6 separate regions of the Mus musculus genome follow, and all the other regions are linked to region 5. Evidence: chromatin contacts called from public HiCAR-type, HiChIP or PLAC-seq and promoter capture Hi-C data. All regions are on one chromosome and are shown on one strand. The core of a region is the stretch at or near the end of the contact, and the rest is flanking DNA. Distances in the headings are between cores, read along the strand shown. Region 1 overlaps Gm52797 (a long non-coding RNA gene). Region 2 holds the start of Stard13 (StAR-related lipid transfer (START) domain containing 13). Region 3 holds the start of B3glct (beta-3-glucosyltransferase). Region 4 has its middle 13 kb from the start of Gm52834. Region 5 holds the start of Pds5b (PDS5 cohesin associated factor B). Region 6 has its middle 46 kb from the start of 5430435K18Rik.

The links. Promoter capture Hi-C pulls out the DNA fragments that hold promoters and counts their contacts. HiCAR-type assays count read pairs that join an accessible place to other places. HiChIP or PLAC-seq counts read pairs in DNA pulled down with a chosen protein or histone mark.
Region 1: a contact with region 5 is called in a promoter capture Hi-C map of pre-B cells, with 7 times the contacts expected there. The contact joins the enhancer-like site here to the promoter of Pds5b in region 5. A contact is called at or near these places in 11 of 39 promoter capture datasets (the C10 cell line, the HPC-7 cell line, HPC-7-derived erythroid cells and 7 more), 15 of 484 Hi-C or Micro-C datasets (B cells, CD4 T cells, CD8 T cells and 10 more), 4 of 115 datasets of contacts at active chromatin or transcription factors (astrocytes, large pre-B cells, memory CD8 T cells and 1 more) and 3 of 9 other capture datasets (adipose tissue, liver and macrophages).
Region 2: an H3K4me3 HiChIP or PLAC-seq map of embryonic limb bud shows a contact between it and region 5, with 5 times the contacts expected there. The contact joins the promoter of Stard13 here to the promoter of Pds5b in region 5. A contact is called at or near these places in 8 of 39 promoter capture datasets (the 3T3-L1 cell line, 3T3-L1-derived adipocytes, the SN4741 cell line and 4 more), 6 of 484 Hi-C or Micro-C datasets (the 3T3-L1 cell line, the C2C12 cell line, the HL-1 cell line and 3 more), 4 of 115 datasets of contacts at active chromatin or transcription factors (the NIH/3T3 cell line, embryonic limb bud, forebrain and 1 more) and 2 of 9 other capture datasets (adipose tissue and pancreatic islet).
Region 3: a contact with region 5 is called in a promoter capture Hi-C map of second pharyngeal arch cranial neural crest. The contact joins the promoter of B3glct here to the promoter of Pds5b in region 5. A contact is called at or near these places in 5 of 39 promoter capture datasets (the 3T3-L1 cell line, cranial neural crest, pre-B cells and 1 more), 1 of 484 Hi-C or Micro-C datasets (CD8 T cells), 1 of 115 datasets of contacts at active chromatin or transcription factors (pancreatic cancer cells) and 1 of 9 other capture datasets (adipose tissue).
Region 4: a HiCAR-type map of astrocytes shows a contact between it and region 5, with 2.9 times the contacts expected there. The contact joins the enhancer-like site here to the promoter of Pds5b in region 5. A contact is called at or near these places in 4 of 39 promoter capture datasets (the 3T3-L1 cell line, the SN4741 cell line, hippocampal neurons and 1 more), 1 of 484 Hi-C or Micro-C datasets (embryonic stem cells), 4 of 115 datasets of contacts at active chromatin or transcription factors (astrocytes, embryonic forebrain, neural progenitor cells and 1 more) and 1 of 9 other capture datasets (adipose tissue).
Region 6: a contact with region 5 is called in an H3K27ac HiChIP or PLAC-seq map of epiblast stem cells. The contact joins the enhancer-like site here to the promoter of Pds5b in region 5. A contact is called at or near these places in 4 of 39 promoter capture datasets (the 3T3-L1 cell line, the SN4741 cell line, hippocampal neurons and 1 more), 1 of 15 datasets of contacts at CTCF or cohesin (the NIH/3T3 cell line), 1 of 484 Hi-C or Micro-C datasets (cortical neurons), 5 of 115 datasets of contacts at active chromatin or transcription factors (embryonic midbrain, epiblast stem cells, forebrain and 2 more) and 1 of 9 other capture datasets (adipose tissue).

The regions. Positions count from the first base shown.
Region 1 is chr5:150,113,846-150,117,318 of GRCm38.p6, reverse strand. All of the region lies in intron 2 of Gm52797 (a long non-coding RNA gene), which reads left to right. Among named protein-coding and RNA genes, the nearest start is that of Gm52797, 16 kb to the left of the region's middle. Within about 2 kb of position 1,463, at least 40 of the 459 cell types and tissues checked have an H3K27ac peak or open chromatin away from gene starts, as enhancers often do. A contact at or near this core is called in B cells, CD8 T cells, the HPC-7 cell line and 5 more, where this site is marked.
Region 2 is chr5:151,188,894-151,192,215 of GRCm38.p6, reverse strand. It overlaps Stard13 (StAR-related lipid transfer (START) domain containing 13), which reads left to right and starts at 2,023. Exons shown (of 14, transcript NM_146258.2): 1 at 2,023-2,290. The coding sequence starts at 2,122.
Region 3 is chr5:149,676,799-149,680,416 of GRCm38.p6, reverse strand. B3glct (beta-3-glucosyltransferase) reads right to left here and starts at 2,187. Exons shown (of 15, transcript NM_001081204.2): 1 at 2,038-2,187. The coding sequence starts at 2,080.
Region 4 is chr5:151,216,907-151,220,607 of GRCm38.p6, reverse strand. It overlaps a transcript of Stard13 not described here. Among named protein-coding and RNA genes, the nearest start is that of Gm52834, 13 kb to the left of the region's middle. Within about 2 kb of position 1,622, at least 46 of the 459 cell types and tissues checked have an H3K27ac peak or open chromatin away from gene starts, as enhancers often do. A contact at or near this core is called in astrocytes and neural progenitor cells, where this site is marked.
Region 5 is chr5:150,671,928-150,675,315 of GRCm38.p6, reverse strand. It overlaps Pds5b (PDS5 cohesin associated factor B), which reads right to left and starts at 1,489. Exons shown (of 35, transcript NM_175310.6): 1 at 1,363-1,489. It overlaps Gm40353, which reads right to left. Exons shown (of 6, transcript XM_017321266.1): 2 at 1,348-1,575; 3 at 754-1,290.
Region 6 is chr5:151,296,440-151,300,238 of GRCm38.p6, reverse strand. It overlaps a transcript of Stard13 not described here. Among named protein-coding and RNA genes, the nearest start is that of 5430435K18Rik, 46 kb to the right of the region's middle. Within about 2 kb of position 1,663, at least 13 of the 459 cell types and tissues checked have an H3K27ac peak or open chromatin away from gene starts, as enhancers often do. A contact at or near this core is called in adipose tissue and epiblast stem cells, where this site is marked.

The DNA of each region.
Region 1 (3,473 bases), core at 214-2,713, 560 kb after region 5:
TATTGGCTTAGGATTCTGAATTGGAGCAGAGTGGACAGATCTCAAGGCCTTAACTTCTGCGTGCTGGGGCTGGAGGCCTGTGTCTCCTGACCACGTGTCCCTGTTCTCCAGTTTGTCATCCTATAGAGTCGTGAAGCTTCCTCAGCTGAGTAATGCACTCGAGCTGAGGAAGCGTTCAGTGTAATGACCTGGGTTCAGTTCCCAGCACCCACGTGGCTACTCACAACCATCTGTGACTCCAGGTCCAGGGGATATGGCGCCCTCTTCTGGCCCCTTCAGGCATTGCATGCATGTGGTTCACAGACATTCAGGCAGGAAATAAGGTGCGTGCCCACATCAACTCCCATTGCTTCCACTCACCCCCCCTTTAAAAGCAGGCCCTGTGCCATGTTTTGATAATCTCATTTGTCTGCCTCTGCTTGTCATTCCATCACCTCTGGGGGTTAGGGTGAGCGGCCAATTCAGTTATATCATAAGACAGGAAGTCCGTTTCTCCACACTGACAGACTACAGTGCTGACATGCATTAAGAAATTTAGAAACTAATTGGCCCATATCGCATGCCTGCTCCCGTGCTTTGGGACAACTGCAAAGACACGAGAGAATTACATCAACACTCTCCGTGCCTTAACAAGCTGTGGACTGAATACTAAGTCTAAATGCCTGAAATCTAATGGAGTCTTGGTCTAAGAAGTCACAATGTTAATGTGTTAGCCACAAGTAATCTAAATATTTGAGAGAGAAAATTTTGATATATAAATGTGTGATCTTTGATCTATGAGATTAAATTCCCACTTGATAATTTACTATCTTTAAAGACTTTTGAAATGCCTTGAAATTTGTTCTTGTTTACTTTCTTTTTCGGGCATCATAGATATTAGGCAAGCACTCTACAGTGAGCCACACCCCCAAACTACGTTTCAATACCTCTTCTTAGGCATACACACACACACACACACACACACACACACACACACGAGAATTCCTTTCACAAGAATCTTACATCTAACACAACAGCTTTACAATGGTCTGTAGCTAAGTTTCTGTGCAAAAATCTGGGATTCCAAAAGAATGGAGGTGTATTAATCTCCCCAGAGTCCAAAGCCCAGGAAAAACAAGGGGGAAGCTGCAGTAATTTCTCTTTCAGGAGCAGATGCTGTCTCACCCCAGGGAGTTATGGGATGGAAGAAATGAGACAATAAAACTATACACGCTACTTTGAACTGTATCAGAGCCAGCCCCGTCGATCTGTAAATGATACATAGTTTCATTCCTTGAACCAAGAGCACTAACTACAGTTTTCTGTCTCATGGGAGGAAAGTTAGCAAGAACACTGACCTAACTGAGCCCCACATGGTAGCCTGTGGGAACCAGAAAGTGTGCTGCTGGGTTGGCTCAGCTGGCTGTCAGCTGTCAGCTCTGCCCCACAGCCACGCTGTGCAGCCCTCTCCAGCAGCCTGGTCCCTCCCCGTCCTCCCCGCCCCCAATCCAAGGTCATAGCCCAGAGTTATGGGCACAAGCATCTGTTGCCCCTTGCTCTGCTCATGGGATTTGTGTCTGTAGATGAAAAGCCAATAACAACAGAACCTACAGAGTAACCAAACCACTTGCTTCCTGACACGCCGTTTGCCTCCTGGCACCCTCAGCCCTCTAGCCGGGCTTCCTTATCGCTCTAGGGAAACCAGTCCACCTTGCAGACAGGAAACTCACCAAGACATAGGGGTGATCTGATGGAAAAGCGTGTGTTCAGGTGTGTAAAGCTGAACCTGTGAAGTTTTAAAATTAAAAATACCAGCAACAGCACACACTCTCTGTACACAGTGAGTGGTAGACGACTCTCTCCTAGCTGAAACAGGAACACGTGGTTCTGTCAGGATCACTCGGAGAGCACCCTGATGTAGGGGCATGCAGAGCTGACAGAGAAACATGGAGGAGTACAAAAGGCTGAGAAACCGAGAAGAATGGTCCATGCTGAAAAAAGGGCACCAGAAAAGTCCCAGTGTGTAAAGATGCACACGGGCCTCAGGGAAGGGCAGAGTCGAAGAGGGATCGTGCCTGAAACACACGCTTCTGTCAACCTAAACTGCTTATCTCTGCTTTTTCAATATTTCCAGATTTGCCCCTTGGGAAACTGGATACAGACTTAAGAGAGAACAGGCAGGGGCTTGAAATACCCCAGCAGTTACCATAGAGAAAAAGGAAAATTAACAATTTTCATATTATGTGGAGGGAAAGAAGCATAGTGTATAATTACTCAGACTCTCCAATAAAGAGCCTCTTCTGTGAACAAAAAGAAGAGATATCCCAAAGGCAGCTACTGTTGTGACATTTAACTGGGAACGCAGCCAAAAACATAGGCTAGGATCACAGCCCTTGCCTTTCTTGTGGAAAACTTTGGGGTAGCTAACTCACCCAAACAGATGGCTGTAGTTCTGGCTACCTTAGATCAGTGGTTCTCAACCTGTGGGTCGCAACCCCCACGGGGCGTTGTCTATCAGGTGTTTACCTTATGATTCATAGCAGCAGCAAATGTACAGTTCTAAAATAGTAGTGAAATAGTTTTATGGTTGGGGCCACCATGTCACAAGGGACTGTATTAAAGGGTCGCAGCATTAGGAAGGTTGAGAACCACTAGACCAGAGGATGAGAAACGACACCCATAAATGTGTATTGATAAAGGTTAACGCGATGCCATCTTTCAGATGAATGGTTTGAAGGTGTTTCTTGTTGTATCTAAATATCTCTCAAAAAAGAATTTTAGCTATCGTTTGTATCCGCTCCTTCTGCTTACTTACATGACTAATGTATGTCAGTTTTTGTCAAACTGACAAATATTTGGGAAGAAAGGGTCACAACTGAGGAATCACCTCCATCAGACTGGCCTGTGGATACCTGTGTGGTGTTTTCTTGGTTGCTGATCAAATATAGGAGGGCCCAGCCCACTGTGGGTGGCGACCAACCCAACTCTGGGAAGGTGGACTGTACAAGAAAGGGAGCGGGGCAGCTAAGGGGCTGACTCAGAGGTTAAGAGCACCGTTTGATCGTTCAGAAGACCCAAGTTTAATTCTCAGACCATGCATGGGGGCTCACAATGTCTGTTAACTCCAACATCAAGGGATCTGATGCCCTCTTCTGGACTCCAGAGGTACTGCACATACGTGGCACACAGACATACTCGCAGACACAACCACTACACATCACCTAGAAATAAACAAAATCTCAAAAGTTTGTTTGGACATAAAAAAATATAAGTAAAGGTGGCCGAGAAAGCTAGGGAAAGCAATCCAGTAAGCCTCCTTCCCCCATGGTACCTGCTCCAGCTTTCCCGAAGATGGACTGTAATTGAATCTTGTAAGCCAAATCAACCCTTTCCTTCCCAAGTCGCTTTTGGTCATGGTGTCTTTGACAGCAAGAAAAAGCCATCTAGACCAACCAGCTAAAATGATTTTTTTCTATCTCTTAGTCTGAATGAAT
Region 2 (3,322 bases), core at 774-3,273, 520 kb before region 5:
GTCTCAGTGCCAATGTAGCCAATGCTGGTTCTGTCAGCTTGGCTAATGGCATCTGATACTGTGTTACAAAGTTTAACCTTTCCACTGTTCAGTCAGAGGCTTTTGACCTATCAAGCCTTACATACATGCCTCGTACCTTCTACAAATCTATGGGAGAACAAACTCTTCAGATCCCAATAAGAACACAAAGCCCATGATCCGATCCTGTAACATTGTCTCTCTTTATGCCTGAAAACTATCTTGCCTCTTTTTTTATAGTCATCAAATGAGGCTCGTTCACTGTGACGACGAGAGAAAATTATAAAAATCAGGCCAGCAAAGATTTCCACAGGGAAAGGCACTAATTGTTGATGAGCAGAGTGAAGCAATGAGAAGCAAGATCTTAACTGGAGTCGTGTTAAACTTTTTTAAGAATTTCTTTGTTTTATGTGTATGCCTATGTGCCTGAATGCATGTGTGTGTACCACCCACAGACACCAGAGAAGGTTGTCTGGTCCCTGGAACTAGAACCATAGGCACTTATGAACTGCTGTTTGGGTGCTGGGAACCCAACCAAGTACTGTGGGAGTGTAGCCAGCGTTCTTAGCCACTGAACCCTCTCTCTGCCTCCCAATTAAACTTTCTGCTGAAAGTGTCTAGTTATAAGCTAGGTCGTTTCATTTTAAGTCAGTCAAAAGTAAGACCAACCTCTGTGTGTGTGTGTGTGTGTGTGTGTGTGTGTGTGTGTGTGTGAACTCTATTCATTCAGCTCCAGGCTTAGAATTCAGTAAAGTTTCTTCTACCTTTTGTGGTGGTTGTTGTTGTTGTTGTTTGCATCAAACACTTCTAAAGAGGAAAAAACTGGAGAGGAGAAATTCTGACTGCTCTCATATGGTTCCTCAGCTATGGTTAAACTGACTAGCAGTTTCTTTCCCGGCACACTCTGGCTCTCCCCTGTATGCATGTGGACACAGAACTCTCCTGCAGAAAGAGCTCTCCCCAGCTTCTCCTGTCAGGACTCCCAGACTCTTGTTTCTGTTGTTGTTTGGTTTGGGTATTTTGGTTCTGTTTTTTAAAACCAGTCTCTCTGGTTATTTCTCTCAGAAATAATGTTCCGCTAGCCCTGTGGTAGACTTCTCTCTTGTTTTCTTCTTAAATTGAGACCGTTTCACATCTGACTACTTACTATAAGCCTTTATAAGCACTTACTAGAAGTTTCCACTATATTCCCATGGATCAGCAGCTTATACTGGGTCTTTGCAAGGCCACCTGCATCCTGTGTAGTGATTCCTGGCAGCGGCTTCAATATGACTAGCGCTTTGCAGTTGTTTAGTGGTGTTTAAAAACTGGGGGAAGTAGACAAATTAAAGGAGCGTGGCAGGGAGTTCAGGTTGTCTCTTTGGGTCTTTTCTGTAAAAGCCTTTGATGTCCCCATCCCATGTTGGTCCACAGGGTCTTTATTGACCTTTAGTGTCAAAATATGATCCAAAAGTTTGTTTTTCTTTGGAAACGTTTTATCTAATTAATTCCGTTGTAATGAGGCTAGTATTTTATACCCAGCGGCCCATACTTAACTTGAAATGGTGTGTTTCAAATACACAGCTGCAGGTAGCACAGCTATCTTTTTCTTTCTTTTCTTTTCTTTTTTCTTTTTTTCTTTCTTTTTTTTTTTTTTTTTTCAAATTAAACCTAGTTGCTGCTGGCTTTAGGAAAGCCAAAAACTCTTTCTCTAACTTTCATGACCTCAAAAGGTTCCTATGCCAGGGCTTGTTCGACCTCTCCTGTCTTCTGTGTCCCTCTCCTCTTTCAGCTCTGGGGTTGGGGGGCTTAGTCAGCCCCAGGCGCTTCCAATTCTCTATCAGCTTTAAGCGCAGCTTGAAGGAACTCCTCAGCTGCTGGTACAGCCTCGCGGTCGCGTTCGGCCGGGACACGCCCAATACTTTCTCCTTGTCCTATGATTGGCTCACGAGGTCACATGAGAGCCCCGAAGGGTTGGAATTCTGACTTGTGGCTTTTGGCACTCCTTTTTCTTTTTTAAAAATCGCTGGGTCTGTGGCTCTCTCCTGGGGCTCCATTGACTGAGGCTGGAGACAGCTGCGAAGAGCCACCGGCAGCTGAGGTGGCAGTGGAAACTCTCCCGAGATGTTCAGCCAGGTGCCCAGGACGCCGGCTGCAGGCTGCTACTATCTAAACCCCTTGACACCTGAGAGCCAGGAGATGTACTTGCGATTTGATCAGACTGCCAGACGCTCTCCCTACAGGATGAGCCGGATCCTAGCACGCCATCACCTAGTGACTAAAATCCAGCAAGGTGAGTTGCGGGCACTGCCAAGGTGCCGCTTATTTCTGTTGGCTCTGTCTTGTGCTGCTTACAAAGTTATTGTTTGCGCTGTACACCGCACGGATTCTTATGCCACGCTGCGTGGAACTCTTTCAGATAACTTTAGACTTCGGTTCTAAGCAGTCTGTCACAGCACCGAGCGCCTCATAACTAACGAAAATATCCCCAGTAGAACGTGAATCATGAATTCCTAATCCTCTGTGTGTCAACAGAGCAAATGAGAAAGGTTTACTCAGTGTGTGTCTTGGGGAGCTTTTCTGCAGGTAAACTCATACTGTGGTCATATTTAAAAGTGGACACTTGTTTGTTTAATTAGTGAGAGAGCTGGCGACTAATGGCCCAGCGTTTATAGTACATCTTCATTGAAGGAAAACAGTAAGAATCTAAGCTTAAGGCCATTGGACTGACAACTTGAATTACAGTCTCTTCCTGTCAGTGTGCTTGTGTGCATAGTCACCACTGATTTGTTGACACCGTTTTCTTGCTAAAGGATAAATGTGACTCTTCACCTCAAAACAGAGCCTATGACTACACACACTTAGGAGCACTGGTTTCCTAAGGCAGGTTGACAGTACTGATTACAGGCTGCTAAGTGATCCTTTTCTATTCTCAAGGGAAAACATTAAAAACTCTTGTACCTCAAACATTAATAAAACTCATGGATTTTTTTTTTAAGGCTTAAAGCTTATGACATGCCCTGTGTGGTACAAATTTGAAGATACCCATTTAAGAGACAGACACATCCATCCACAGTCAGTAAATAGTCACCTAGCTCTTAACTACAAACCTAACTAAACTATTACATTGGCCCTACCAGGAATTTTCAAGAGCTATTATGAAAATACCGTTCCCAGTTAGATAAATGAATTTGAGATTATATTGAATTTTAGAGGGGAAGTTAAAGTCTGTAATCTTAAAAGATCTCACTGTAATGTCTCCAAAAGGAACAATACACATTCTAGCAGCGACATTTAATGAGATTGTTTCCTTGGAAATGGGCAT
Region 3 (3,618 bases), core at 938-3,437, 1.0 Mb after region 5:
CATCACATCAAATATCCCCTTAAGAGTATTAAAAAGATATGAAAATACTAATGTGCCTTTCAGCCTATATGCTGCATCTGCAGTATACAAATATTATTATTAAATGCAATGCTATAAACAGAACGCCAATTTCAGCCATCACCCACCCAGCTGGTTAGCTGCAAAGCCTACGGGCAGTAAAGCAGGCGTTGGAAGCAGCGTTTCCCAGCCCTCTTGCCTGCTTTTCTCCAGGACTCAACAAAGCTTTCTCCAACCCATGATCTCTGGCCAAAATTCCTCATGATCAATTGCTACCTTCTGGGTCCAAGGTGCCCTAACATTTTAAATTACAGTGTTGCCAAATTAATCATGTGGGTGAGCAATTAATTACAAGCTAATCTTGCTCAATTTTCTCACACTTAGTGAGCACCAGAAGAAATGCCAGGGGTACACAGAAGCAAAACAAAAAACGTCCTTATTCGGAAAGCATAAATCCAAATCCAAACGAGCTGTCAAGGCTCTCGTGGACTACATCTTTCCCTAAACTGAGCCATTCTGCCATTTCTAAAACTGAAATTCTGCCTTTTCACAGACAAGTCAGGGTTAGGGAAAAGTATTAGGACAAGCTGCAAAGAGTCTTTTTTTTTTTTTTTTTTAACCCACGCTTTCAAACTTGAACAAATATCATAAAGAGTCATTCGCAATGACTTTATAACTTTTTTTCCACATCATCTTAGCTGAAAGGGGGAGGAAACGGCCTCCAGAAAACGGGAAGAAAGGAACAGGCAACTGGACTGCCTGGGACCAGTTCTCTGATTTTCCCGGAGGCCTCAAGGTTCCGCGGGGCACCCCGGTCCTCCCTCCCCTCCTTGCCCAACTGCATTAGGAGGAAGGCAGGCCAAGTTTGTAGGTTCCTAGGGAGTGGTACACAAAGAGAGGAGGTCTCTGGGAAATTGCAGGAGCTGAGGGTACAGGGTGGGGGTGACGCAAGGGATACGGGGAGGGGGGCGCGCCTTGGGGCGTGCTAATGGCTGTATCAGGGTTCTGTAAAGCTGGGTAGGGTCTCAAGGAACACACGATGGGATGCATGGAGTATTTAAGGCAAAACGGTGTGTGCTTGACTGGGGCGATGGGCGGGGGTGGGGGTGGGGTGTAGATAGTGGGACACCGGTCATGCACAGCAGGAGATCCAGGGTACATACGGAGGAGTGGGAAAAGGGGTGCCCATGGCCGAGTGCAGGTTGTCCACAACAGGAGGTACAGGGTGCACAGGGCGGAACACGGGGGATGCACAAGGTAGAGAGCGGGGTGCACACAGTGGGATGCGGGGTATGCACGGTGAGGTGGGATACGGTATTCAAGGTCGGGAGGGGTGAAACTTGGGATATGCACCTCCAGGCACTGGGAATGCACATGGAGGATCGAGGGGTGTGCACAAGGTGGGGCGCGGGGATGCACATCTAGGGGTATGGGATGCACAACTATGGGACCCATGAGTGCACAGCTGTGGGACACAGGGGCACACGGTAGAGAGCAGGGGGTGTACGGCCGGGCACGGAGTAAGCACAAGCAGAGGGTGCACACGGTGGGGCGCACGGAGTGTACACAGTGGGGCGCAGAGTGCACACGGCGGGCCGTGGCATGAATGCCGTGGGGCGTAGGATAGCTACGGTGGAGTGCGGAGTGCACACCGCGGAGCGCGGCAAGCATTCGGCGGGGCGCTGGGGGCGCACAGGGCGGGGTGCTCATAGTGGGGCGCGAGGTGTGCACCGCAGGGCGCACGGGCGGCGCGCAGGGGCGGGAAAGGCGCGGCCTCTTGTAAAGTTTCTAGCAGTTGCGCGGCTCTGGCTCCCGACCCGGCCGCGCCCTCCCCACCAGCCCGCGTGCCCCGGCGGAAGGAGGCGGAGATGGAGAGGGCGCGGGCCGAGGGTGGCGCCACTAGAGGGCGCTGCGGCCGGGACGGGGCGGGACGGGGCGGGCGGCAGCCGGAACCGCGCGGGGGTGGCCAGCAGCCCCGGGACTCCCTCCCCGCGCCCGCCCGGGCCGCTCGCTACTTACCCGCGGAGCAGCTGAACAGCGCCAGCAGCGCGGGAGGCCGCATCCCGGAGGCAGAGGCTCCGCGCCCTTCCCGGAGCCGAGCTGCGCGGACGCCCTGCGCGCCTGACCCTTCTCGCGCTCCCCTCCTCCTTCCCGGCGCCGCGCCGGCTCGGGCTGCGCCCTCTGGCGGCCGGGATCGGGAGCGCCCCGGTGTACGCTCGCAACCGGCGCGGTTGTAGGTGGTCCTGCTGCCCAGCTGGACCGCGCCCTCCTCTGGGCATCTGACCTCAGAGCTTCTTTTCTGACCCTCTGACAAACTCTGCCGTCATGCCCTTCGCTTCCCAGAACTTCTTTCCCCATCCCTAGCAGTAGATCACCCTTACTGTCCTCAAAGTGAAGGAAGAAGGATCGTTTTTTTCTTCCCTGCTAATGGACTATCTTCAGTTTTTATAAAAAGCAAAATCGATAATTCAACTCTTAATATTGTTGGCACCGATGTTCTACTTTGATGAAGGTGTTTTTAATCAGCTCAACTAATTTACTTAATATCCTCTTCTTAAATGGAATTTGATTAATAGCTTTGGCCCGGAGTTTTGCTCTTAATAGATGTTGGTGTAAAGCTAAATTTTTATTAATGTTATTTTGAGTGTTCACTGTGATGGAAGAGAGAGGGTATTCAAGATACTTGATGAAAATGAATCAATTAAGAACACAGAGAAGAGTGAGGTGGAAAAGTCACATAAGCAGAGTTCCTTCCAGCACAGAATCCTGAAGGGTCTCCCTCCCACCCTGGAAGAGTTCCACCTGAGGACCTTACAGTTACATTGTAGTGAACCAAAGAGGGAAACAATTACAGGGAAGAATTAGAGGGACCCTTCCCAGAAACACAGTTTCTCCTGCATCTCCAAGGATGTAAAAAAGACTGACTGAGCAACCCTGGCTTGTGTTTAGATGATGCGAGGCTAGAGGGCAGCTAGAGTTGCCTTTCAGCCACTGTGGTCACAGGACAAATGACTCACCGAACATCTCCCCCAACCACAGGTAGTAAAACTCTAGGGCAAGCCTGCTCATAAAGACTTTGGCAGTCATATTTCTTAGTTTCTGTGTGTTTCTTGTTGACTGGTGCCAGTCTCTTGACTGATGAAGACCAGCGCTACAGTTTTTCCAAATTCTTGGTTGGCTGCTTTAACTCCTTGGGCTTTCTTGGGAAGTTCTAAAGCTGATAGACAGTTTCCCATTGCTAAAGTTTTCTAGCATTCTCCTAGGAAATATTCCTTCCCTTTGTTAGACACCGTACCTATAAACAAGATGTAAATAGAGAGAAAAATCTAGTAGCCAAGTAACACAACTGAGGACCCTACTTTGGTAGCAAACAACTTTGAGGGCTTAGTGGATCAGACTTTTCATTGAAATTATCCTGGAAGGATGGAGAGGTGACTCAGTGATTAAGACCATGTACTACTCTCCTGGAGGGCCTGAGTTCCATTCCTACATCCACATTTGTTGGCTTATGACTGCCAGTAACTCAAACTCCAGAGTGGCCGATCCGATGATCCATCTGATGCCTCTGGCTTCTGCAGATACTGGCATCTCACGCACAGG
Region 4 (3,701 bases), core at 373-2,872, 550 kb before region 5:
TCATGGGTGTGGAGTCAACCCATCCTTGACAACAGGCTATTGCCAATGTTGTTGGGTTTTGTTTGTTTGTTTTGCATATTGGTACTTGGAGTTTTCCCATCCACCATTCCTTTGAAACATCCAGCTGTATGCACAAATGAAGTAGCTTTCACTTCATTATAAAACAGACTTTGTGTCAGATGATCATGCCCAAACATAGGCTAACATAACTGAGCCCATTTAAGGTATCCTTGATACCAGCATGATGTTTGGCAAGTCATTTGGACATAGCCCTGTGATCTCATCTTAAGTCAAGGTTTTATCTACATGTAAATATGTGATTTTTTTCTTTATTCTGTCTTAAGTCTCACAAGTCCCTACTAATTTTTGTATCTATGCTTTTAGGGGAAAAAATGTGTATGGGTGTTTTGCCTAAATGTATGTTTGTGTATCAAATGCATACCTAGTGCCTAAGGAGGCCAGAATAGGGTGTCAGTTCCCCTGAAGCTGATATTTCAGATGGTTGTGAGCCACTTTGTAGATGGTGGGGATTGAACCTGGCTGCTTTGTAAGAATAGACAGTGCTCTGAACCCTTGGGTAATCTCTCCAGACTCATATCTTCACGTTTAAAATGACTTTGTTCGGGCTGGTGACAGGCTAGTGAGATGGCTCGGTGGGTAAAAGCACTGACTGTTCTTCCAAAGGTCCTAAGTTCAAATCCCAGAAACCACATGGTGGCTCACAAATACCTGTAATGAGATCTGACGCCCTCTTCTGGTGCATCTGAAGACAGTGACAGTGTACTCTTTGAGTCGGTGTGAGCTGGGTTGATCAGAGCAAGTAGAGGTCCTAAATTCAGTTCCCAACAAGCAGATGAAGGCTCACAACCATCTGTACAGCTACAGTGTGTACTCGTATACATAAAATAAATAAATAAATCTTAATTTAAAAAATGACTTTGGTCAAGAACAGTTCTTACATGGACAGTCACAAAGAGCATGAGGTCACCCATGGCTTATAGAAATGGCTCTTGCTGAGTTAGCATCCGTACAGGAGCTCTCAGGGATTCCCCTCTTCCTGTGCCCAAGGCCTCTTCCCTGCTAGCTTGGGTGCAGTCGCTTGGATTTGCAGGTTTGAAGTTAAATCGACTAGGTGGACTTATACGACTTCTTGATCCATTTTTTCAGGAGGCATTTAGCCAATAGTTCCCTTATTGAAAAAGAGAGCTAAACAGTGCCTCAGTGGCTGCATGTATCAACTTGAAAACATTTATTGATAACCTGTGTACCAGGTACTGGATAAATAAAAACAAATAAGCTAGCATGCATTCTTTCAAAGAGTGCATAAATGTTAATGACTTCTTAAATTTATTGTAAGAAGCTTTCTAATCCTATGGTTTTACTATAGTCCCAGTAGTGGCTTAATTTTCTTTCAGTTCTTTGAGTATGCTCAAATTCTCATAGAAAGCTGAATTAATGTTTGTAACATACTGACAAGAGTCCAGCAGAGGGGAGAGAAGCCAGAAGAAAAGTCCTAATTCATGGAGCACAGCTCCAATTCCAGAGTCTTCCCTGAACAGCTGCATTGTAACACTTGCCCTTTGTGTTCACATGGTTGCTCTCTGGAGTCCTCAGACATCCATGGTCGCCCGAGGGCCTCTCAAATGTCACCAGGGCAACAACAAAGTGGCATGCATGAAGTAGCTGCTCTGTGCCTGTTCCTGAAGAGAAGCATTGAATTGGATCCTTGCATCACAAATTATCTGCATATGAAAGGCTCTAGACCCTTAGTGGAAAACAACCGCAAACAGTGCGGAGCTTGATCCCACCAGTCACTGCTAAGTCACCGCTCCCTCACCCCTAGAGATCTTGATGTGACCTTGTCCTCAGCTGGGAATGTGGGAAACAACCCTGCTGTACTTATGACCCCGAGGGAATCATGGGCTAAATTTGGGAAGCTGCTGAGAGGATGCAAGACAAAGTCCGATCTATCTTAGAACCCCATTCCTCTTACTCTTTCTCTCAGAAAGATTAATGAACTTCTCCAAGGGCTGAAACCTTTTCTTTCTCCAATAGAGAACCTAGCAAAACCCTCCGGAGTTACTGACTGGGTCCTTGCTTTGGGCAGGAGGGCCTACCAAGCCTGCAATCTGCATCATTTTGATTCATCCTAATGGCCCATACAGAGCAGTACCATTAACACCTTCATTTTATATGAAATCCTTTAAACTCTACAATGCTATAGAACTGCAGACTAGGCTCCTGAAAGATTTAACCAGCTGATCTGCCCCACCAGTCCTCAGAACTCAGAGTATTGGTGTAGGGGAAACCACTTTATAACATGTCAGCTACTGTGATTATACTAACCTCCTGGTTCATCTAAAAACCACAGAGAGGAATCCTTTATTAGAGGAAAGGAACTTGCTACAGAATCCTGGAGAGGCCGCATGAGAAGAATAAACAACATGTGGTGTATTAACCAAGGTCCAGCCAAAATAAGATTGATCACTATAGACGCTGAAATGCATACAGGTGACATCACTACCTCGCCTCCTTACCCTCACAGTGCATGATGTTCCTCTCTGGGAACTGCCAGCTTTTGAACCATACAGAAATATAATTCTTACTCCCTTTTGGTGTGATTTCAGTTTTGGATTCCCAATGATTAACTGCGCTCTTTTCACCAGACTAGACCCGGAAAGACCTAGTTATCTTAAAGAACGTCCATGCTCACTGCTCAGAGACGTGGCACTGTTACAATGTGTTTGAAAGGGTGACTTTCCCTTTCCTTCAAAGTTTTATCTGTTCATTTACAATGATAACAGTAGCGTGTTGAATACTGGAAAGTTATCCACGGATACCACTGATGCTTGCAAAGTAGTATACTCAAGAAAGCATTATGAGAATGGTTTCAGCACCCATCAGTATGGTCTCTCAAGGAAAATCTTTCTGATGGAGATATGTGTGTATATATATATGTATATATAGTGTGCTAAACTAGAAGCACTCATAAATACCCAACTTTCTTAGGCACACCACCAAAGATTTTTATAATGACTGCTTTTTTTGCCAGCTGTATATCAAGCATATACGTCGGCAAATATAATACTTATAATCCAGGGGGTCATGGTTACATTCATTTTATTTGCTTGATCCAACCAAAGCTCATTCAAGTAGGAGAACCTGAGCCAGAGCTCCTGATGGCTTTCTACCCAGTCCCAAAGCAAAGAGGAGTGAGTTTTCCTCAAACAGAGGTGATGTAAACAAACAAGCAAACAAAAAGTGTGAATGCTTAGTAGGTCAGGCATTGATGGGTTGCCAGAACTCCTGTGAGTCCTCTGTATGCTTGGGTCTTGCATCTGTGAATTCTACTAACCAAAGATTAAAACTGCCAGAAGAAAACAAAATTTGAATTTGCTTCATGGGAAAAAATTGGTGCCTGGAGCCTTTGTGAGTGGAAGGTTGTACAGACCGACCCAGCAGCAGCCAACGCGGCATCCTCTGAGACCCTGAGAGAGGACTGTGTTCCTAAGATAATAGTAAGACTGCCTACGTGGAGACACTTAGGCAAAGTTACTTTATTGATAACCAGGTTTTAGTATAAAAGAAGCATTCTGCCCTTTTAGTGCACACAATTAGTGAGGAAAATCGGCCAGATGGAGGTCCAGGAGCCTACATTTAAAACACATGTTCCAGGAAATTAAGAGACAATCGATCCATAG
Region 5 (3,388 bases), core at 240-2,739:
ATGCTGTCACCATGAAATGGAAGATTACCTGTTCCACAGCGGCCTGCCATAGCTCCCAAGTGTTCACTCTACTAAAGTCCCCCAAACACTAGCATCTGACATGTCTAGTGCACAGCCAAGAGATAGCCTCTGAAACCCGCGCTTGTGCCAACTTAGTTGACTTTCACAAAAGTTAACACAGAAAACACCCCCTCGTGGAACTGTTAACTACATGTGCTGAGAACAATGCTTAAATTGCCCTTCTCCACTTCAGTCATCATAAGTTAGCTACAGCCCACCTCCTACACTACATACACCTGGCTTTTAAAAGGTTATTTCGTTGAAGTCCACAGGCCTCCCCAACTCTCTCAGGACCTCAGACCAACCTTCAAAAATGAAACAATACTTCCAAAGCTTCAACAAGTATTCAACAGAGAGACCGCTCCTTGGAGCGATTACAGCCACCCATCAGTTCCTAACTCTAGTATCAAAGGAGCATTCTTTGAAATCAAAAATATGGGGGGGGGGGGGGGCTTTTAAATCTTGGTAGGGTTCCTGAGGATGGAGCGAACGAATCACTCTTCTTTCAAACCCCTCGGGAGTTCGTACTGGAATAGCATGCAGCGCTGAAGAGCAGGTGCTGAATTTCGGGGTTCCGTCGACCCTGCAAACACCTGTCGGCTGCATGCTACATGCCTGCTCCTATGTGCAAACATCACATTTGCTCTTCAACGTACAGAGCAAAAACCGAAACAAAACAAAAAGCAGACCCACAGCCACAGCCGCCGCCAACGCCGCCAACACCAACGCCGCCGCCGCCAGGGCTTCTCCCGGACCGCAAACTTTTAGAGTGTCAGTGGAATAACGGTGCAGAGGCGGGCGGGCGAGCCCGCACCGCACACTGTCCGTACCGCCGTGGGGCTGCACCCGCGGTCGCCCGAGGACTCTCTCTCTCTCTCTCTCTCTCTCTCTCTGACTCTCTCTGACTCTCTCCTCTTTCTCTCTCTCTCTCTCTCTCGCTCTCGCTCTCTCGGCCGGCTCCCGGCTCTTCCCCGACTCCCGAGCAGTGCGGCGCGCCTCCCCTCGCGCCGGGCCCGCAGGCAGCCGGAAGGGGGAAGCGGCGCGGGGGGCTTCTCTCCAGGGGGAGGAGAGGGGAGGGGGAGGGGCGCGGCCGCGGCCCCCGCAAAGGTCACTCCGGGCCGGCGCCAGCCGCGGCCCGCGGCCTCCCCGCCCCCGGCCCCACCGCAGCCCCGCTGGGACACCGGGACACGCGAGGCTCAGCGGGCGACGGCTCCACGCGCGCACGCCCCGCTAGAAAAATGGAGCGTGGGGCGCTGAGGCGATGAAGAGGCGCTCCCTTTCCGTTACCCGAGTCGCTCCTACCTCCGGTCGCCCGGCTCCTACACTCCTCGCGCTCCTCCGATCTCGGGGATCCGCCGCCCTCGCCGCCGCCGCCGCCGCCGCCGCATCCAATCGCCTCCTCCCGCCCCCCCTCCCCTTCCGCAGCCAGTCCAGGCCGTTCCTCCGCCTCTCCGCTTCAAAATGGCGCCAAGAGCAGCTCCGCGGCTGCTCCAATCGAACCGCGGCGGACAGCGCCTGGGGGGCAGGCAGAGCGCCGCGTGGGTTCTCAGCGCCCCCTACCGGCCGCACGGCTTCTCGCTCAGGCGCGTGCGCACGCGCTCCTCAGCCCGCGCTCCGGGCTCCGCCCCACACACCCGGGGGCGCGCACGCGCAGGCTCCGCCCTGCTGGCGCGGCCTCCTCTGTCTCCTTGGCAGCAGAGTGATGGGCAGCTGTCAGTGCGTTCTCTCAGCTTGGACTCAGCCTCCCAGGCTTTGGCGGGAAATCTGTAGATAGCTGAACTCCGCTGGCTTTGGCTTTTTTTTTTCTTTCCTTTTTTGGATGAGGCTTTTTTTTTTTTCTTTCCTTTTTCTTTCCTTTGCCGCCCTAGCTGGCCTGTGGAGCTCACTGTGTACACCAGGCTACACATGATCTTACCATGTAGACCAGGCTGCCCTCGAGTTCAGAGATCTGCCTGCCTCTGCTTCTGCCTCCTTAGTACTGGCATTTTCCCTACGCCCGGCCTTTTTTTTTTTTTTTAATTTCTAAAAAAAAAAAAAGGAGGGGGACGGCGAGATGGTTCAACGGGTTAGAGCACCGATTGCTCTTCCGAAGGTCCTGAGTTCAAACCCCAGCAACCACATGGTGGATCACAACCACCCATAATGAGATCTGACACCCACCATCTTCTGGAGCGAGAGGGTGCCAACTGGAGTGAGTAGAGGTCCTAAGTTCAATTCCCCAACAACCACATGAAGGCTCACAGCCATCTGTATAGCTATAGTGTACTCATACACATAAAATAAAAAATAAATGTGTATTATTTTATTTGAGAATACGCTCTCACTATGCAGCCCTGACTGGCCTAGAAATCACTATATAACCCAGGCTAGGCTCCATCCTCCAGCCACTGCCTTCCCAATGCTGGGACTAAAGGTATGTGCCACCACTCCTGGCTTTTTTTGTTGTTTTGTCTTGTTTTGTTAGATAGGGTCTCACTATGTAGCTCTGTCTGGGTCTGGAGCTCACAGAGACCCACCTGCCTCTGCCTCTATGCCTCTGCCTCCCAAGTGCTAGAATTAAAGGTGTATTCCACCTCTTGTGCGATGTTTTAAACCCTGTGGTGCAGCACAGATTATGTGCTGTGTAAATGAAAGATTATTAATGTCTACATGGCTCCTCACCGGTTGGTGGACCTAGGGATCCAGTGTTCATCCCACTGCTCAAGAACCCCCCTTAACGGGGTGAGGAAGCGATTGGAAGGCCACAAAGATGCCATCCAGAAAATGAGGTTTGTGCGCCCTTGCCACTTCTGCCCTCACTGCTGCAGCTGTGGGCTGGGCGGGCTAAGATGGAGGTTTCTCTTCACCCCCAGGTCCCTGTCAGAGCTGACAAGTCTTGGTCGCCTTTTGCTCTTTGATGCTGTCCATCCCTGCAGTGAGCAGGATCTCCCTGCACTAGGACTGTTTGTTTCAACAATGAACATGTGAGGTGAATCGGGAGCTTATGGTAAGATATTCGAAACGAAAGATAGGCAATGCAGGTTTATAAACCACAGTGTTTGTGCTGGGGAAGAAGAGCCTTAAGTTGTAGCAGAGCAAGCACCTTCAGATACTAGCACCTATTCATTCCCTCTCTCAGCAGGGTTCCTGGGATCACTCTGTCTTCTACAGAGCTGTACTACAGGCATCTACCCATTTTATGCATCCACTAAGCCTTGGGAACTCTCCTATACAACTTCAATGTTCCCAGCAAGGACAGAACAGAAGAGCTAGATAGGTCTTAAAAAAAAAAAAAGCAAATCTTTGGCCCTGGCTTCTTAGGCAAGCGTGGTGCCACTCACCTTTAATC
Region 6 (3,799 bases), core at 414-2,913, 620 kb before region 5:
GATGTTCTCTGATTTTCTTCGATCACATAATAGTTTTCTTTTTTTTTAAAAAAAAACTTATTTGAAAATGTAAAAGCCATTCTAAATTAGCCCAAACATTGCCAAAAGAGGCCATGAATAAAATGTGACTGACAAGCTGGGTTAAAATCCTCATTGCAGAGGTCAAAGTGTCATAGCAAATGCCCAGGGAATCACAAGCCGTTGTCTTAAGACCTGATCATCCATCACCTCCCTCTTTTCTTCACCGTGCCTTACTTAGTGTACAGAAAGTACCAGGGCACCCAACCCTGCCCAGATCTTCCCCACCGGCAACTCTTGCCTCACAGAACAGCTCCAAGATTTCTCGCTACTTCTCCCAGTCTCCTAGTACTGTTTGACCTCAGTAAAAATTGTTGGCAAGGCTTTCTCCTCTAGTGACACTTTTGGAGAAGGCTACAGCTGAAAGTCCAGTCTGTCCTCCGCGTCCGTGTTTTTGTGCGAGCTCTTTCACTCTAATTGGCTTCTGTGTGTGTAGTCAGTGTGCCAAATTCTTGCTTTATGGACAGTAGTGAATCTTCCCTTCTGTCTTCCACTGGCCCTGGGCTCAAAGCAAGTTTTTTTCAAATTAAGTTCTTATATCTCTGGTCCAAAGTAGCAAACTGCTTCCGAGTAAGCAGGAAGCTCCTTTTTTTGTTTTCTGTGTTCACACAGCACAGTTCAGGACCATGGCTGAAACCTACGCCATCTGTACAGGGCATGCATGAAGAAGTACTTACTCATGGAGGCCAGAAGAGGGCGTCGGATACCCTGGAACTGGTATTACAGGCAGTTGTGAGCCACCGTGTGGGTGCTGGGAATCGAACTTTGGTCCTCCTCAAAAGCAGCCAGTGCTCTTAACTAGTGAGCCATCTCTCCAGCAGTTTTAGATCTTGTAGAATTTCAGATTTGGGGTCATGGGCCCTCTGCTAATCTGTTAATACCCTAAGGAAACAGACAAGTCAGTATTCCCAGAATTCACATCCACTGGCGGAGAGAAGCGTTTAAAGCCCTTTGTAAGTATGAAACAATACAGTCAAGCACCACAAAAGCACAGATAGGGAAACTGCCTGCATACACTCCTCTGCCCCAGCCTTCCCTCATCCCAGCCTTCCCTCATCCCGGTCTTCAGCGCAGCAGTTTTGTGTTATCTGTAAAGAATTCTAAGCTAAATAAAGCGGTCAGCATTTGACATATGAGCTAATTTACACCCCTACTTTACATTTAAAGATCACAGTCTGACTCTCTGGTAGTCTCATAGTGTGCTGCCTCCTGTTGCTAACACCTGCCAAATGCTCTTGCACACCTGGCCATTGTTTTTCAAATGGTCTAACAAACTCTACTTAAAAAAAAAAAACAAATCTAATATATAATTGAATTTATATTGGTGTTCCAGATAAATACATTTCCAGAAGAGTAAATAGGCATTGTAGGTTGAGGTAAATGAGAGTTGAGGAACAACTAATGTAACATAATGTATGGAAGAAGATACTCAACACAGGATAATTTGCAAGACAGGCAGAACAACTCAGCTCCTGGTTGGAAAGGCCTGGAGAGACTAAAAGGGCGCCCACAGGTTCTGGGCCCAGGGCTGATAGAGTATCACTCTCAAGCTGCCGCTGTCAGTCCTGCCTTGGATAAGGAATGGCTCACACCTGCCTAGCAACAATACAGTTTCACACAAGATAGACATTCTTAGGGCCTCATGGGGTTCCACGCCCTGGAAGTCTCACTTCAACTGTTTGCCCAGATGCAGAATTCCTAGGATTGTCGTTTTAGAATGAATTCTTTTTCTTTGTGTGTGTGTGGGGGTGGGGGGTGGGGGGGGGGTTGGAGACAGGGTTTCTCTGTGTAGCCCTGGCTGTCCTGGAACTCACTCTGTAGACTATTCTATTCCCTAAACTTAATCCAGGAAAACACTGTGACCACTTTTGTTATTAAGAAACTGTGTTGTTATTTAATGTTTCTTTCTTTGTTTATTCGTTCCTAGGAACTGGCCTAAATCCTATATACAACATATGCACAAAGCAACTCGTTTCTTTGTGTCAACCAACCAAGCAAAAAAAAAGGAAGCCTTCCAAATATGGCCTATACCATCTATGGTCTGGGATGAACAGTAGTATAACTATAACTAGAGTCATGGGGTTTTTTCTTAAATGTCAACTGTAAAACATAAAATTCTTTTGATTAACACCAGATGTCAGGAACACTTACTTAAATGGCATGTTTTATTAAATGGCGTCATTACTAGACTCACTGAAGTACTAAAGATGACCTTTTTTTGCATTAGATTACATAGCTGAAGTTATGTATTACTACAGTATTTCAAATATTTGGACACTAGTATATATGAACCAAAATGTACATTTAGAACCATACTTAAACATCTTGGGTTGAAATGAAAATGTTCATGTCCACAAAAGTAGATTTTTATTTTTATCTTTATTTTTATTATATATTTTCTTTATTTACATTTCAAATGTTATCCCCTTTCCTAGTTTCCCCTCCGAAAATCCCCTAGCCCCTCTCACCTTCCCCCTGCTCCCCAACCCACCCACTCCAGCTTCCTGGCCCAGGCATTTCCCCTATACTGGGGCATAGAACCTTCACAGGACCAAGGGCCCCTCCCTCAATGATGACCAACTAGACCATCTTCTGCTACATATGCAACTAGAGCCACGAGTCCCACCATGTGTTTTCTTTGGTTGGTGGTTTAGTCCTAGGGAGCTCTGGGGGTACTGGTTAGTTCATATTGTTTCCTCCTATGGGGCTGCAAACCCCTTCAGCTCCTTGGGTCCTTTCTCTAGTTCCTACATTGGGGACCCTGTGCTCTGTCCAATGGATGGCTATAACCATCCACTTCTGTATTTGTCAGGCACTGGCAGAGCCTCTCAGGAGACAGCTTTATCAGGCTTCTGTCAGCAAGCTCTTGTTGGCATTTGCAATAGTGTCTGGGTTTAAAATTAGGTTTTTATACAACTTTACGTCCAACGTTTATTGAGATGTTTTGTGGCAACAAAAATAAGTATTACATGTGTCAAATGTATAAGAAATCAGGGAAGTAAAAATAAAGGGAAGATTTGAAGTGCATACTATATTTCTTCTGCCCTTTTGTAGAATTCCTAGACTTTGCTTTCATAGCACAGCTATTTGAGAAAATCTGTCATATAGCACACCTTTTAGCTAAAAATTTCTCCAGCCTTCTCTGAACTCATGCTGGGAAAACACGGCTTCATTGCTAGGCAGAGCCTTCCCATGAGGCTGTGCTTAAACTATTTTGAATTCTAATTCAAGGACAATAATAAAAATTTAGAATGTTTAATAGGAAATATTATAAAAATTTACTCCACCAACTGTATTCTGGTTGAGACTCTTTTTAAAGCACTACTTCTTAAAACAATACTATAATTACAGTTTTTAATGCTTCAAAATGCTTTCTTCTCCCCATGTATGACTTGTGCAAACCCTTTTAAAAATATTTTTGAAATATAATCCACCCACAACAGAGTCAGTTAGACTTAACTTACTTGGGCCAAAGTCAATGTGTAATTTTTAGTATCTTGTATTTGCCAAAGGAAATGGGTTTGTGGTGGTGATGTGTGATCAGCCTTTTTCACTGGTTACCATTGAGATGTTCTGCAATATTTAAATCAGAGTCACTGCTGAATGCAACCCATTGAGTTTGAGCCGGCAGGTGGGGTCTGGGCAAAGGAGAGCGTAAATACAGAAATGGCTTCTGCGTTTGCCCAACATCTTGTTTACACTGGGATTTTATCTGTGTTTC